Linked DNA regions of Zea mays: region 2 is linked to region 1. The links are chromatin contacts, called in public Hi-C maps. All regions are on one chromosome and are shown on one strand. The core of a region is the stretch at or near the end of the contact, and the rest is flanking DNA. Distances in the headings are between cores, read along the strand shown.

Region 1 (7,230 bases), core at 1,209-3,708:
TTTTCAGCCAACTTCTATAAAATTCGTTGGAGTAAAAACCATCCAAAATCAACATAAACACATAATCGGTTGAGTCGTTGTAATAGTAGGAATCCGTCACTTTCTAGATCCTGAGCCATATGAACAATTTTATCTTTCTCCACACGTAATTGTAATGATACTTAGATTCTTTCCACAATCAGATTTTCTCCACAGCCAGATTTTCAAAAAAAAACTGGTCAGAAAAAAGCTGAACCAAACAGGCCCATTGTCTTATGGATGAACTTAATTATTTTGCTTCATGTGTATGAACAAGTTTATTTTGTTTTTTTATGCACAAATTTTACTATTAAATTAGGGTGGGTTGTATGAGATAACTGCTCTATATCTTGGTCTCTTTGAGCCATAGAGTGTTTTTAGATTCGTTCGAAAATTTATTTTTGTTTTTGATCCCAAAATAAATATTTTCTGTTTTAAATTAAAATTTATATAAAAACTTACCTTGGTCACTTCTAATGTCCCTCGTGACTAAAACAGAAGAGGGCGCGAAAAGGGCGGCAAGAAGATTGAGTCTATATAGAATAAGCATAGGGACTCATATACCAAGAATAAAATTATCTTTTAAATTGTAGAAATTAAAAAAATAAAATAGATAAAATAAGGTTAGAATATTATTTTTAAAAATCTTTGCTTATAAGTACTATTGTAAAAATCAAAATATCAATATTAGTAAGAAAATCCACATGCGGCTTGTTCGCTGCGGCTTGCTGCGGCTGCAATCCGGCTGCGGCTGCGGCTTCTACAGTATTTTTCTCTCTATGGATTGCAGCTGCAGCAGTCCAAACAGCTGCAACAGTGTCGGCTTGCAGCCTGCCGAACACGCCCATGATAGGAGAATTATAATAGTAGAACCCTCACAAAAGACACTGACCCAAGTGTTCACATCACAATGCACAAACACGCTAGTTCCTTATGTTCTCCTTATGGCTTATGTTCATTTTTTGACTTAGACTAGTTGGATAGTCTCTAGATATGTTTGTCTAAGTTATGGGAACACTCTCAAGTGCAACCAAATCAAGTTGAAGAAGAATTGGATAAGTTTTCAAGAATTGGGTTGTACTGTGTTGCACCGGACCGATGGTGCACTCGACTGTTTACGTAGAGAGCCCAGAAACTTGACTTCTGGTGATTGATGCATTGGACTGGTCCGGTGACTATCCGGGCCAGTTTTCAGAGAGGGATGAAAAAGGGTTTCTTCGACCTAGTGCACTGGGCCTTCAGAGCAGCAACAACTCTCTTTAGGATCGAACGTCAAATCTAATGTGGCACTGACGTGGAAGGTCTGGTGGTGCATCGAACTATGTTACTGTTCATCTGACCCATCAAAACGGTTGCCTGCTAAGACGGACTGACAAGGTTCGGTGGTGCAATGGACTAACACCGTAGGGGGTCCAATGTACTCGCTGTCAAAACTATTTCCCCACTTTTCTTTAATGACTATGTGGGGGTGGTTGGAGCTATAAATACCCTCATTCAACATTTAAGAAACACTAGAGGTACACCAAACATTAATTTATTGCTTGCAACAACTCCAAGTCATCCAAATCCTCCCAAGTGCCACATTCAATAGAATTGAGCTAGAGAAGTCTTAGTGCCTTGCGGAGTATTTGTTTTGAGTTTGTTGTGATCAGTTCTAGTGTTCTTGAGTTTCTTTCTCCCTCACCCTCACTCTCAATCTTGTAAAAGCTAGCGAGAGACTTTGAGTTTGTGTGGAGATCCTCGCGGAGACTTTGATCTTTTATATTTGAGAAAGGATACTCAAACGGTCTAAGCGATCGTTTGAGATAGGGAAAAGGTTGAAAAAGATATGCCCTTAGTGGACTCCTCAACAGACAACAGGGACGTAGGTTCTTGAGAGTCGAACCTCGGAAAATAAATCACCATGTCTTCCTATTGAGTTTGATTGTGATTTGTTTCTTCTTCTCCCTCTCTCTAAGTTCTCTTGCTTACGCTTGATTCCAAATCAATTTTGTTGCTTCCAAAGTAATTCCGCAATCATAAGAGCAACACTAGCAAAAATCGCCTAACCTAGGTTTGAGCTTTTGTATTTGGTGATAAAATTTATGATACCCCTCATGGGGCTTTCACAAACCTTGGTTTTGGACAGACCAACCAAATTACAACAACGGTGTTTTTTAGAATTTGGAGACCTAAGTAACACAACACGACAAATTCAAAGTCGGCTGATACATTTTACTCTAAATTTTCAGAAATCATATCCTTTCTTTGAGAAAAAAAGATCATATCCATTCAGGCGAAAACTCATGGAAAATGAAAAAAAACATATAATTTTGTCCATTCTATTTGTTCTACTCGAGTACTCGTAAGCCGTAGCACATTAATAGCGCAAGGGGCCTCCTCTCCTACTCGCTTCTCCCCTCTCCCCACTGGTGACTGGCTGACTGCTCCACGCCGCGACCACGCCCACCACCGCGCTGCACTGGCCACTACTCCCCCTTCCCCGCACTGCACTGCACCAGAACTGCCCCGCGCAAATGGAAAGAGCACCGCTGTGATCCCTCCACCCTCCTCGTCCCCCTAGCCGTGTCGCGATGGCCACCGCCGCCGCCGTCTGCCCTCTCCTGCTCCTCGCCGCGCTACTCCTCGCGGTGTCCGCCACCACGAGCGCGCTCACCGACGACGTGCTCGCACTGGTGGTCTTCAAGATGGACATCTCGGACCCGTCGGGCCGCCTCGCGACGTGGACCGAGGACGATGATCGTCCCTGCTCCTGGCCGGCCGTTGGCTGCGACGCGCGCACGGGCCGCGTCACCTCGCTCTCTCTCCCGGCGGCGTCGCTCTCGGGCCGCTTGCCGCACGCGCTGCTCCGCCTCGACGCGCTCCTCTCCCTCGCACTCCCGCGCAACAACCTCTCCGGCCCCGTGCCCCCCAACCTCCTAACCGCGCTCCCGCGGCTCCGCGCCCTCGACCTCTCCTCCAACCGCCTCGCCGCGCCCGTCCCCGCGCAGCTCTTCGCCCAATGCCGTGCCGTCCGCGCCATCTCCCTCGCGCACAACCAGCTCTCGGGCTACATCCCGCCCGCCGTCGCGTCCTGCGCATCGCTCGTGTCCCTCAACCTCTCGTCCAATCGCCTCGCCGGTCCCATCCCGGACGGGCTCTGGTCGCTGCCTTCGCTCCGGTCCCTCGACCTCTCCGGCAACGAGCTCTCCGGGAGTGTGCCCGGTGGATTCCCCCGGACCAGCTCGCTACGGGAGGTGGATTTGAGCCGAAACCTCCTCGCCGGGGAGATACCGGCAGATGTTGGAGAGGCGGCGCTGCTGAAGTCACTGGGTTTGGGGCATAACTTGTTCACTGGCAGCCTTCCGGACTCGCTCCGGAGGCTGGCCGGTCTGCAGTTCCTCGGCGCCGGCGGCAATGCGCTTGCAGGGGAGCTGCCAGCATGGATCGGGGAAATAAGGGCGCTGGAGCGCCTTGATTTATCGGGCAACCGATTTGCCGGCAACATTCCCTACACTATCGCGAACTGCAAGAACCTTGTGGAGATCGACCTAAGCTGCAATGCGCTCACCGGCGATCTTCCCTGGTGGGTGTTCGGCCTACCGCTGCAGCGCGTCTCGGTGGCAGGCAACCAGCTGAATGGGTGGGTGAAGGTGGCCGACGACGCAGCAATGGCGCTTCGTGTGCTGGACCTGTCGTGCAACGCGTTCTCCGGCGAGATCCCGCTGCGGATCACTGCCTTCGCGGGTTTGCAGTCTCTTAACCTGTCCTCGAATTCCTTCTCGGGGCAGCTGCCGGCCGGCATTGGTGGATTGAGGCTCCTCGAGGTTCTGGACGTGAGCGCTAACCGACTTGAAGGAACCGTGCCGCCGGAGATCGGCGGTGCGGTGGCGCTCCGGGACCTGAGGATGGGAAGGAATTCGCTTACGGGACGCATCCCGGCACAGATTGGGAACTGCAGCTCCCTCGTTGCACTGTAAGTAATACGGTAAATTATTTCCCATAAAAAAAGGTTTCTACTCATATTCTGGAATGAAAATTGACGTCATTGGGATTGCTTGTGAGTGAAGTTGACTAGGTCTATTTGTTTTTGCTTTCATGACTGCTTTGCTTTGCTGGGTTTCGGTTTCCTAGGTTGCAGAGACGTTGTAGACAGTGTTGTAGGACAGTGATGTCGTATTTTCTGTTTGGGACCCCAAACCGAAAACTATGGGTCTGTGTTTGTTCCTGCCTGTACTCCTTTTCTTTTCCTCGATACACCCAAAACTGAAGTCAAATGTCTACATCAGCATGATTTGGAACACTCGTTCTCAAACTAGATAACTGTTCAGATCAATTAAAAGCTCAATGTACTGTACATTTAGTTAGTATGATCCACCTCAGAAATCGTTATGACTGATACAAAGTTGTGCTCTTCCAATGCAGGGATTTCTCACACAATAACCTGACGTGGCCGATTCCTAGCACCATGGGAAACCTGACCAGCCTCCAAGTGGTCAATCTATCTCAGAACAAGCTGAACGGGACCCTACCAGTGGAGCTATCCAATCTGCCTAGCCTCCACATCTTTGACGTCTCCCACAACATGCTGACAGGGGATCTGCCACACAGCCGCTTCTTCAACAACATCCCCGAGTCCTTCCTCGTGGACAATTCTGGTCTGTGTAGCTCACGGAAGAATGATTCGTGCAGCGCAGTTATGCCAAAGCCTATTGTGCTCAACCCAAACTCCTCATCAAATCCCTCATGGCAGGCTACACCCAGTGCCCCTAGCAACATGCATCACAAGAAAATCATACTGAGTATCTCCACCCTCGTTGCCATTGCGGGCGGCGCGGCCATTGCTATCGGAGTGATCACCATATCCGTGCTCAATCGCCGCGTCCGGGCCCGTGCGGCTGCCCCACGCTCAGCACCTGCTACTGCATTGTCCGATGACTACCTCAGTCAGTCCCCAGAGAATGACGCTAGCTCCGGGAAGCTTGTCATGTTTGGCAAGGGCAGCCCTGAGTTCAGCGCCGGTGGGCACGCGTTGTTGAACAAAGACTGTGAGCTTGGGCGTGGAGGCTTTGGGGCAGTCTACAAGACGGTGCTCAGAGACGGACAGCCGGTAGCCATCAAGAAGCTTACAGTCTCTAGCTTGGTCAAGTCAAAGGATGACTTCGAGCGACAAGTGAAGACGCTCAGCAAGGTGCGGCACCACAATATCGTCGCGCTCAGAGGCTTCTACTGGACTTCGTCACTGCAGCTCCTCATCTATGATTACCTACCTGGAGGAAACCTGCACAAACACCTGCACGAGTGCAACGAAGACAGCTTACTTTCCTGGATGGAGAGATTCGACATCATCCTCGGCATTGCCCGGGGCCTGACCTACCTGCACCAGCACGGCATCATCCACTACAATCTCAAGTCAAGCAACGTGCTGCTGGACAGCAACGGCGAGCCAAAGGTGGGTGACTACGGCCTCGCCAAGCTGCTGCCGATGCTGGACCGGTACGTCCTGAGCAGTAAGGTCCAGAGCGCGCTCGGGTACATGGCGCCAGAGTTTGCGTGCAAGACGGTGAAGATCACCGAGAAATGCGACGTCTATGGCTTCGGGGTGCTTCTGCTGGAGGCCTTGACGGGCAGGAGGCCCGTGGAGTACTTGGAAGACGACGTGGTTGTCCTGTGTGACCTGGTCAGAGGCGCGCTGGAGGAAGGCAGGCCAGAGGACTGCGTCGACCCTCGGCTGCGCGGCGAGTTCCCCATGGACGAGGCCCTGCCGGTCATCAAGCTGGGCCTTGTGTGCACCTCTCAGGTGCCGTCGAACCGGCCTGGCATGGGTGAGGTCGTGAGCATGCTCGAGCTGGTGAGGAATCCTCGAGATATCGCCGAGGATGAGCTGGTTTGAGCCCCGGCCGTCGGGAGATTCTGTTCTAGTTCACCTTGAGAGCCTTCTCTTTTGTGTTTTTTTTTTCTTCTCTCGGATGCATATATGGTTGCCCGATGGGGAAGAAAGGAGAGGGAGAGGGGGGTGGTTCAGACTTGGGAGAGTGGGAAGTTTGTATTATTGTGTTGAAAGCTGAAGGGATGCAATGGAAGGCTGTTTGTTGCTTCTCTGAAATTCTTTGATGATTCCTTGGTTGGATGAGCTTGTAGATCATGTAGGTATGACTCGATGCAACGCAGGCCAGGTTTGCTGATTACCTCGGCATAACTGGAGGAATGTTCTGCTGATAGTGCGACTTTTGTTTGACTGATTAAATGGCTGAAGATTTCTTCATTTAATATGTCTGCATCTAGTGTTTCCTGTTTTTTTTTTAAAAAAAGAAACATGATTCAGTTGCCCAGCATTTCTTCAACTTCAAGTGTCATAAATATTTTTTTGTACTTGTTCAGTGATAAAATCAAGAATCGCCAGTGTATAGCTAGTAGTATAGAGGTGTAGAACAAAGCAGCAGGTTCATTAGACTCACAAATTAGTAAGCAAGAGGCAGAGTCCATGGAAATTGGAAAACGACCTGCCCTAGCTAGGTTCCAAAAGGCTTGGGGGGGCGGGGTGCTCATCGCACATTTACGTCACTGGCTCACCGCTGCGACGCCGGCGCCGCGCCACCAGTATTCACCACGGGGATTGAATGGCCTCGTTCAAGAATTAAATGCGGCACCAACTTCTGGTCCTCGTCCCACTCCACCTCGTGCAATAATTCCAGCAGCACGCAGGCAGCATTCACCTCATTGCTGCCCGGGCCGGCGCCGATCTGTTGCTGTCCTGTCCCTGCTCTGCTCGCCATCGCTAGTGCTAGGAGTAAAAACCGTAAACGAGGCGCAATCGCAACGCAAAGGCCTCAGACAGCACTACTACTACTCATCACGGCGCTGGCGCCGGCGAGGCTGCCGACCGAGTGGGGTGGGGTGGGGTGGCGGGGCCGGAGATCTGTCGAGAATGGCTCCTTTTTTGTTTGTTTGTTTGCCACGGAGCAAAACTTTCCACACGGGGGCAGCACCCGCCATTTCCGAATTGCCAGATTTTGGAATACAGAGGCACACACACACACGAATAAATGAAGAAATCGCGGGCGTGAATACAAAGATAAAGATATCTTGTTGAGCTTAGTATTTGAAATTCGCCAGATGAACCGTCCGGAAAAAGAAATTCGCTCGATGCAGCGTGCGCGCGGTGCGCCAATGATAAAGGGGATGCATGCACCACCCTTTTGTGTGGGTGACGTGCTGGCGGGCGACCGCCGC
Region 2 (7,230 bases), core at 2,235-4,734, 150 kb after region 1:
TGGCATTGGCACCTCAATTCTTGCTGAAGAACTTAGAATTTCCGATGTCTTTGTCTCTTCAGCCCTCGGTTCTTCTATTTTTTCCATCGCCATCATTTTGGCCGGCTCTTCAATATTCGACAGGAGAGTCGGCTCCTTGGCTTCGATGGCCGAAGAGGTCTCACCGACAAATTCAGGCACTATGGCCGGCTCAATATAGCGTGGCCGGTGCATAAGAACCTTCATCTTTTTCCTCTTCGGCGCTGGCTCTCTAGGAGCGGCTGAAGCAACTTCCTTCGCAGAAGCCGTATCTTTCCTTTTTTGACCCCGTGTTGGGTAACGGTAGTCAGGATAGACGAACCCAATAGCATCAAATACTCGGTTGAGTCTTTTCTTCTTCCGGCCTCCGAAGGCTGCGGACAGTGCAGTATCTTCTGCCTTCGAGTATGGCCCAAGCAGCTCATCGCTTATGGCCTCAATACTTTTCAGCCAGTCATCATCTGGCTCGACGAACTTATCTCCATATTTGAAGGTGTATTTTAACCTAACTAGTCCACCTTCATCAGGTTCGCTGACGGTTTCCTTCGGCATTTCCCACTTTTCTGCAAGTGGCCATACTCTGAAGGCAATGTGTTCTTGGATCAAATCCCTTGTCCCGATGAAAGAGCAAACCACGCCGAGGGCCCTCTGGCATTCTTCGGCTGCTTCGTCAATTTCCACCTTCAGTTTCCGAAGGCCGAAGCACTGCCAGATAGGGCGCATAATGATATCTTTAATATCTTCTCGCGTTTTCAAGTCGTTCTTCACATAGAACCATTCCTTCATCCAGTCCCCAGGCCATCTCTTCCGAAAAGTTGGCACTGGACAGCTTGACCCAGAGCGGGCACCGAAGCTATAACAGCCAAAATTGTTGTGATATTGCTCCTTACCCCATGGTTTCGTCTCATACAATAACTCATGCATACTACAGAAACTTTTTGCATTTGGCTCCAAACCTTGGCTTTTCACGGCCCATACAAAGATTCCCATCCTTATGATTGCTTCGGGAGTAATTTGATGGAGGCAAATTTCAAATATCTTCAAAACTTCTACCACGAAACTGCTCAAAGGAAACCGAAGTCCAGCCTTAAAGAAGCTTCGGAATATCACGACTTCATTTTCCTCGGGAGTCGGACAAGTTTTCTCTCCTTCGTCAGCCCTCACAATAGATAAATCCCGAAAATATCTACCCCTCATATTGACAAGATGGCTTTGTTTAATGCTTGATTTTCCAAAAACTGCATGGCTTGGTCGCTAAGGTCGATCTTCGGAATCTTCACCGCCACTTTCCACATCATAGCTGTCACTATCACCAGTGTCTTCAGACAAACCCTCTAAAATCTCCCTAGTAATCTTCTCTGTATTTGTCTTTGCTATTGATTCAAGAAAGCCGAGATTCATCTCCTCAGAAAGGCTCAACTTCGTTTCAGCGACCGCTTTCTTATCTTCAGACATCTTCGAAAATGCTGAGAAAGTGCTCTCGAAACCGAAGTTTAATTTTTTTAAAAAAGCCAAGCAAGTGTTGGTGCGCAAGAGCTAAAAGTTGGGTGAGCAAGAGCAGATGGCAAGAAAGCGTGCCAAATGAACCCGTGGTGAGCTCTTATTTATACGCCTAGTGCGTTGAAAACTGGAGGGTCCCGCTTGTCAATGACTGTTGCTATTCTAGCAAAGGGAAGGTGTTTTTTCGGACCTTCGGCTTAAGACCTTCGTCCATGTCGCAATCTGAATTTATCACTCTAACAAATTAATATTGCGAGGGGTTACTGTTGGGGGCCTTCGGCTTCCGAAGGTCCTTAAAAACATAATTTGACAATGTTTTCCAAGTGAAATATGTGAACATGTATCTTCGGATTCGGATCATGAGCATACAGAGCATGGTCAGGACGAAGCCTGAGCGAGACGAAAGGTGATTATGACGAAGGACAAGCTAATCACGAAGTTGTACGCAAGGGAGCTTCGGCATGATGGCAGAAAAAAGGAAACCGACTTAAAGAGGAAAAGACTATCTAGACCCAGATAAATTACTATAGAGTTGTTGTCATAGGCAAAGGACCTGGATGTAATTTTGCATGGACTGCGACCCGTGCCTATAAATAGGTGAACAGTATTCCGGTACTGTTCACGCGGACTGGGCATTCACTTTTGCATCACGCTTGTACCCTTACTTTCGTTCGAGCCGAAGGTACATTCATAATTTGCTATGGTTGATACAATAATGAAAATAAAAATAAGTTAATAGTAATGTTTAAAGTGTTTATGTTATTTTTCATATCTTGCATATGAATTCATCTTTGTCATTTATTACACTTATGAAGGTTTATCCTTCATAACCTTCGTCCGGGACTCATTATATCCAAAAGGAGATAATGCTTCGAAGGACGAAGGACTCTAACATTTAACATTTTTTCACGTTGCCTTGTTCTTAACTCTTAGCATTTGAAAACAAGTCTCCAACAGTTTCCAAACTAGCCCTAAAAATAAAAAAATTACCTGTCCCGCTAGTCGAGACCCAATCTATACTATTTATTTTTATAAAATATGATATACAATCAAAGGTAAAAAGAAAATGCTATAAAGAAAATTTTGATATGATCTTCAACTAGAAAAATATATAACCATAAAATTATGAGCTTAGTTTTTTTTTATGAAGAGTTATCTTATTATTATTATTATTATTATTATTTGTTGAATAAAACACACTACAAGCTAGTTGTACCAGTGTTGGAGCTGTCCTAATGTGCATTTTTTTGTTCTAATCGCTTGTTTACTCTCTCGCGTCCTCGGGTGGGCACCGCAGCACGCTCGTGTGCGCCATGCCACAATCTGCTAGCAGGGTCCACGTGAAAATCAACGAAAATCACACAAAAATACGAGCAGAAAAGGGCGGTACTCACATTACAATTACATGTTTAGGATGTGTTTGGCATAAGTATGCTCTACTTCAGAGCAGTTCGATTTCAAAACTCTAGGTGGAGCAGTTTTGTCTTAAAGTTTAGATTGATTCCTCATAAACAATAACTCCAAATTCCATATCTAAGTTGTTTTTTAGAGATTTCAGAGTACCAAAAGAATTATCCAAAAATTAGTAGTATAGCTATGAAAACTCTATAAAGTTTATAATTTGAGAGTTTAAATGTTTGACAAGCTTTGACTAGCTCCTTCTTGTAGTTTTCTCTATAACCATACCAAACACGACTTAACAAAGAGCAGAGCAGAATCCAGAATAGGTTTGCGCCCGGAGCAGATTAAAAATGATCCTGTAAACCCGAGGTCGACCAGCACATGATACATTCCCTCAGCGAAATACCGGACTCCAAAACCTGCTGAAAAAGGGTAGCCGCTGCCGATAGGAGTGCAACAGCCAACAGATCCCTCCCAAAAGCACCGCCATAGCCGAGCCCCCACGCAACAAACCACCCGCTCACACAGACCGCCCCACCAAAACTGGCCAAAAGCCCCCCAAAGAGACCCCACAAAACTCCCCGTTATCCCCCACCCGGACAATCTTCCTTCAGGCTTCAGCTGTCCGCCCGCGGCCCACCCCTCCGCCGTCTCCACCATTCCGCCGTTCCCACCACGCCACTCGCCAGTTCGGCACTCCCTCCTGTCTCCCCCCCTTGCCGAGACGGCGCGGACGCCCCGTCGCCCACCCCGATGGCTGCCACTCTCCTCCACGCCGCCACCGCCTCGCTCCAGAGCTCCTCCCAGCCCGCACGCGCGGGCGCCGCCACCGCCTTTCACCCCCTCGCGTCCACCCCATCCATACGCCTCGCGCGCTCCTCGTTCTCGTCCAATCGCCGCCTCGAGGTTTCACTCCGGGCGGTTTCGGCCGGTCACTGTTTCGCGGGGAGGGGAGCACCCCGGGGCCGCCGCGTCGTCGCCGCCCTAGCAGGGGAGCAAACTGTGAGTCAACCCTCTCTCCGAGATCCCTGCGTCTCTCGCCGTTTCCGGCGACGAGATTCTCCTCTCCTCAGGCGTGTGTTTTTTTTTGTTTGTTTCTCCCTAAGTCATTTTTCGTAGCTTCACCTTCCCCTTTTCTCTACGCTGCCACAAAAATTCCGGCAATAAAATGTTGATTCAGGTGCTTCGTTTCACTTTCCTGAATGTAATGGGTGTAGAGTGTAGCCTATCTGTCGTATGGCGATGCTGATTGCGATTACTGGGCTCCTCGCGATGTTTCGTTCACTTTGTTATGGTAAATTTCATGATTCAGTCGCTGAACGCTGGCGCTTAAATTATCTATATCCTGGTGCTGGATTCAGGAGGGTTCAGAGGTGGGCGATGACAAGGATAACAGCAACGAGGAGATAAAGCCCGAGGAGGCTCAGGAAGCTTGGAAGGTAATGCTGGAGCAGTTCAAGGCTGAGGCCCTGCGGATGCAGGCCCTGTCAATGCAGGCATATGATGTCTACTCCAAGAGGGCGAGGGAGGTCTTGCTGGAAGCCTCTGAGAAGCTGAAGATACAGGCAGACAAAGCACAAAAGGACCTCAGCGTGATCGCTACCGAGGTTAGTCAGGAGGGACAGGAATATCTGGTGATGGCAGCTCGGAACTCCCCAGACTCGATCAAGGATATTACAACAACGTTCAGGGCTCTTGGGAGATTGAATTGGCCATCAGAGTATGAGGATTATCATGTTGGCATTCCGTTTGGTATGTCAATGTTCTACACTGGTGAAATTTTCAGTGCAATTTAATTTCGTTACCTTGGGTTGAGAAGAGTAAAGTGCATCAGCAGTCATGAATTATTTCGTTGTATCATCTAGACCCATGTACTATTCTAAGTCACAAGAACCTCCATTAACTATCTAAAGTGTGTCATATAGGTCCATGTACTATTCAAGGTTACAGGAACCCATTAACTTTTTAGGGTGTGTCATCTAGGTCCATGCACAACTGACATGGCGTTCCACCTCAGTCCAACCGGTGACGTGGCCTTGAATAGTACATGGACCTAGATGACACACCTGAAATAGTTAATGGGGTTTCCTGTGACCTTTAATAGTACATGGATCTAGATGACATACTTTAAATAGGTAATAGGGGTTCCTGTGACATTGAATAGTACATGGATCTAGATGACACACCCGAAAACTAGACCATGTGATGTTTTGTACCGTCAATTAGCTGTTGATATAATTTCATGCTGACTGGAAGGGTTAAAGTTATTCTTGCATCACCTTTTGTAGGTACCTTTCTTACAGTAGGGGGTTTCCTCAACTTCATGTTGACTGGAAGTACCTCTGCTCTTCGTTTTGGTATTGTTCTTGGCCTTGCACTGTTGACTCTAGGTATCTCAAGTTTGAGATCACATAGAGAAGGCGACCGTCGGCCTCGTCTTTTGGTGAAAGGGCAAGCTGGTTAGTTCATTTTGATTCATCATCCTTGCCTTGCTTTAACATATATGTTCTTTTCATTATTTAAGAACCTTTGTTGAGCATACTTGTGGCCTCGAACTTGTGTTGTGTATGGTACTATGCTTGTTTGACATACTTGTAAGATTCATAGGATTAAAATAAACATGATATGGTATATAGAAGTCAAAATAGAAGGATTATCAGTGAGTATCAAATCCAGAAGGTTACTTTCCACAATACTATTTGTTCTGTAAAGTTTTTTCTTGCTTCTTTATAGACTTGATTGTTCTTTTCAAGAAGTTTTGTGTTATACTTGTGCACTAACAGTGTTCCTTTGATAATCAAGTCTTAATGTGTCTTCCTAAGTTCTTGTGCTGTTAGTGCAAGTTCCAAATCCACTGATTTTGGCAGGCATTTATATGTGACATTTACTGTTCCATTATGCATAATGATCAGATTTCTCGTAACTTGGATAAAGTAAAATCACTGGCTGCTTGTAGTCATGAGTTGTTCATATAGCCGCAGCACAGAAATAAATTTTCATTTATCAAATTACAGAAGTTGTATATGGTAATTTCTATAAGGTTTCCTGTCCAAGTTGGGTTTATGAATTGCTCTTGTTCTTTATCCAAAGTTGTCCTAAAATTCCTCGATCCTTAGTATTTTGGTTTGGACCAGATTAAAGTTTATGCTACCACAATAAGTCCAGCATGTTCTGTCGTTTTCCCCCATTGCATTATAGAAGACATTTGAACATGTTGGGTTTATTGGATGAGACTGAGTGTCATGATACAAAATTATTGGTCAGGTCTCGGTACATAACATCTAGGCTTTTACTATTAAATTTCATAATCTGCCTGCTAAGTGAAGGACAGGCCCGGCACAGTGGTGAGAAGCCTTCCCACTGAGCCAAAGGTCCTCGGTTTGACGCAGTCTCTCTGCAAAAACAGCGTTAAGGCTTGCCTTGGTTATTCTTTCCTCAGACCCCACTCATGTGGGAGCCGCCAGCACTGGGTCTGTCTTAAATCTAACTGCTAAGTTTTATGATGGCTTACACTTATAAGCAATGCTTGATTCATTACATACTTATTATCATCTTGGGAGTACAGACTTGTTTACATTTATATCTGAAAGTCATGACATTGTAAGGGTTTAAATAGTTATTTCATGAGGTGTTTCACTTGTTGCATGCAGCAATAGCTCTTGTCATCTTCTTCAGGGAGTTTTCAGTTCTACTCCAGGTAAACTTTGTAGCAGTAACATAAACTATAAAATTTATTATGTACAAAATTTAATTTGGTCCATCTCTTTCCACCCTGTAGAATGGTTGGTTCCCAAAAATCTTCATTGTTCTTCTCAGGTTAGTACATGTCTGACCTTTTAAATTGCATTTATTATTCTCATTCTGCACCCAAAGAAACATGCAGTGATTTGTGATGATATTACATGGGCTCATCACACGTTTATGTGCCTGAACGGCTGAACCTGTGCTTGTGTTGCCAGCATAACTCACAAAAACATGTTTTTGTGCTTCTTAGTTTTTGTGACTAGAAGGCTGCAGTTCAGTGTACAACTGTACATGACTTTCTTTTGATGGATGTAATATTTTCATATTCTTTTGCATTTCAACTTTACTGTGATTTTCTGTTGCATCGCCTCTCAGTATAAAGCTGCTGAACTGTAATCCTTCCAAAACCATACTATTACCGATCTGTTTGATCCAGCAATGTTATGTCTCCGTATTCCCTGTCATGGTGCACTTATTAAAACTGCAGCCCACTTTTACTTCTACACCTGGAGAATATGACTAAGAATCTGGTGTTTACTTGATTCTTTACTTGTAGATACCTTTTTC

The links. Hi-C and Micro-C count contacts between places; a contact is called where the count stands out from the background.
Region 2: a contact with region 1 is called in a Hi-C map of leaf, with 3 times the contacts expected there. The contact joins the promoter of LOC100193823 here to the promoter of LOC100274594 in region 1. A contact is called at or near these places in 5 of 25 Hi-C or Micro-C datasets (ear, endosperm, leaf and 1 more).

The regions. Positions count from the first base shown.
Region 1 is chr3:189,820,295-189,827,524 of Zm-B73-REFERENCE-NAM-5.0, forward strand. LOC100274594 (putative LRR receptor-like serine/threonine-protein kinase IRK) reads left to right here and starts at 2,459. Exons shown (of 2, transcript NM_001148947.3): 1 at 2,459-3,973; 2 at 4,423-6,003. The coding sequence starts at 2,592. The coding sequence ends at 5,890.
Region 2 is chr3:189,965,140-189,972,369 of Zm-B73-REFERENCE-NAM-5.0, forward strand. LOC100193823 (non-green plastid inner envelope membrane protein) reads left to right here and starts at 3,485. Exons shown (of 7, transcript NM_001138905.1): 1 at 3,485-3,921; 2 at 4,281-4,671; 3 at 5,208-5,378; 4 at 6,570-6,616; 5 at 6,698-6,735. The coding sequence starts at 3,673.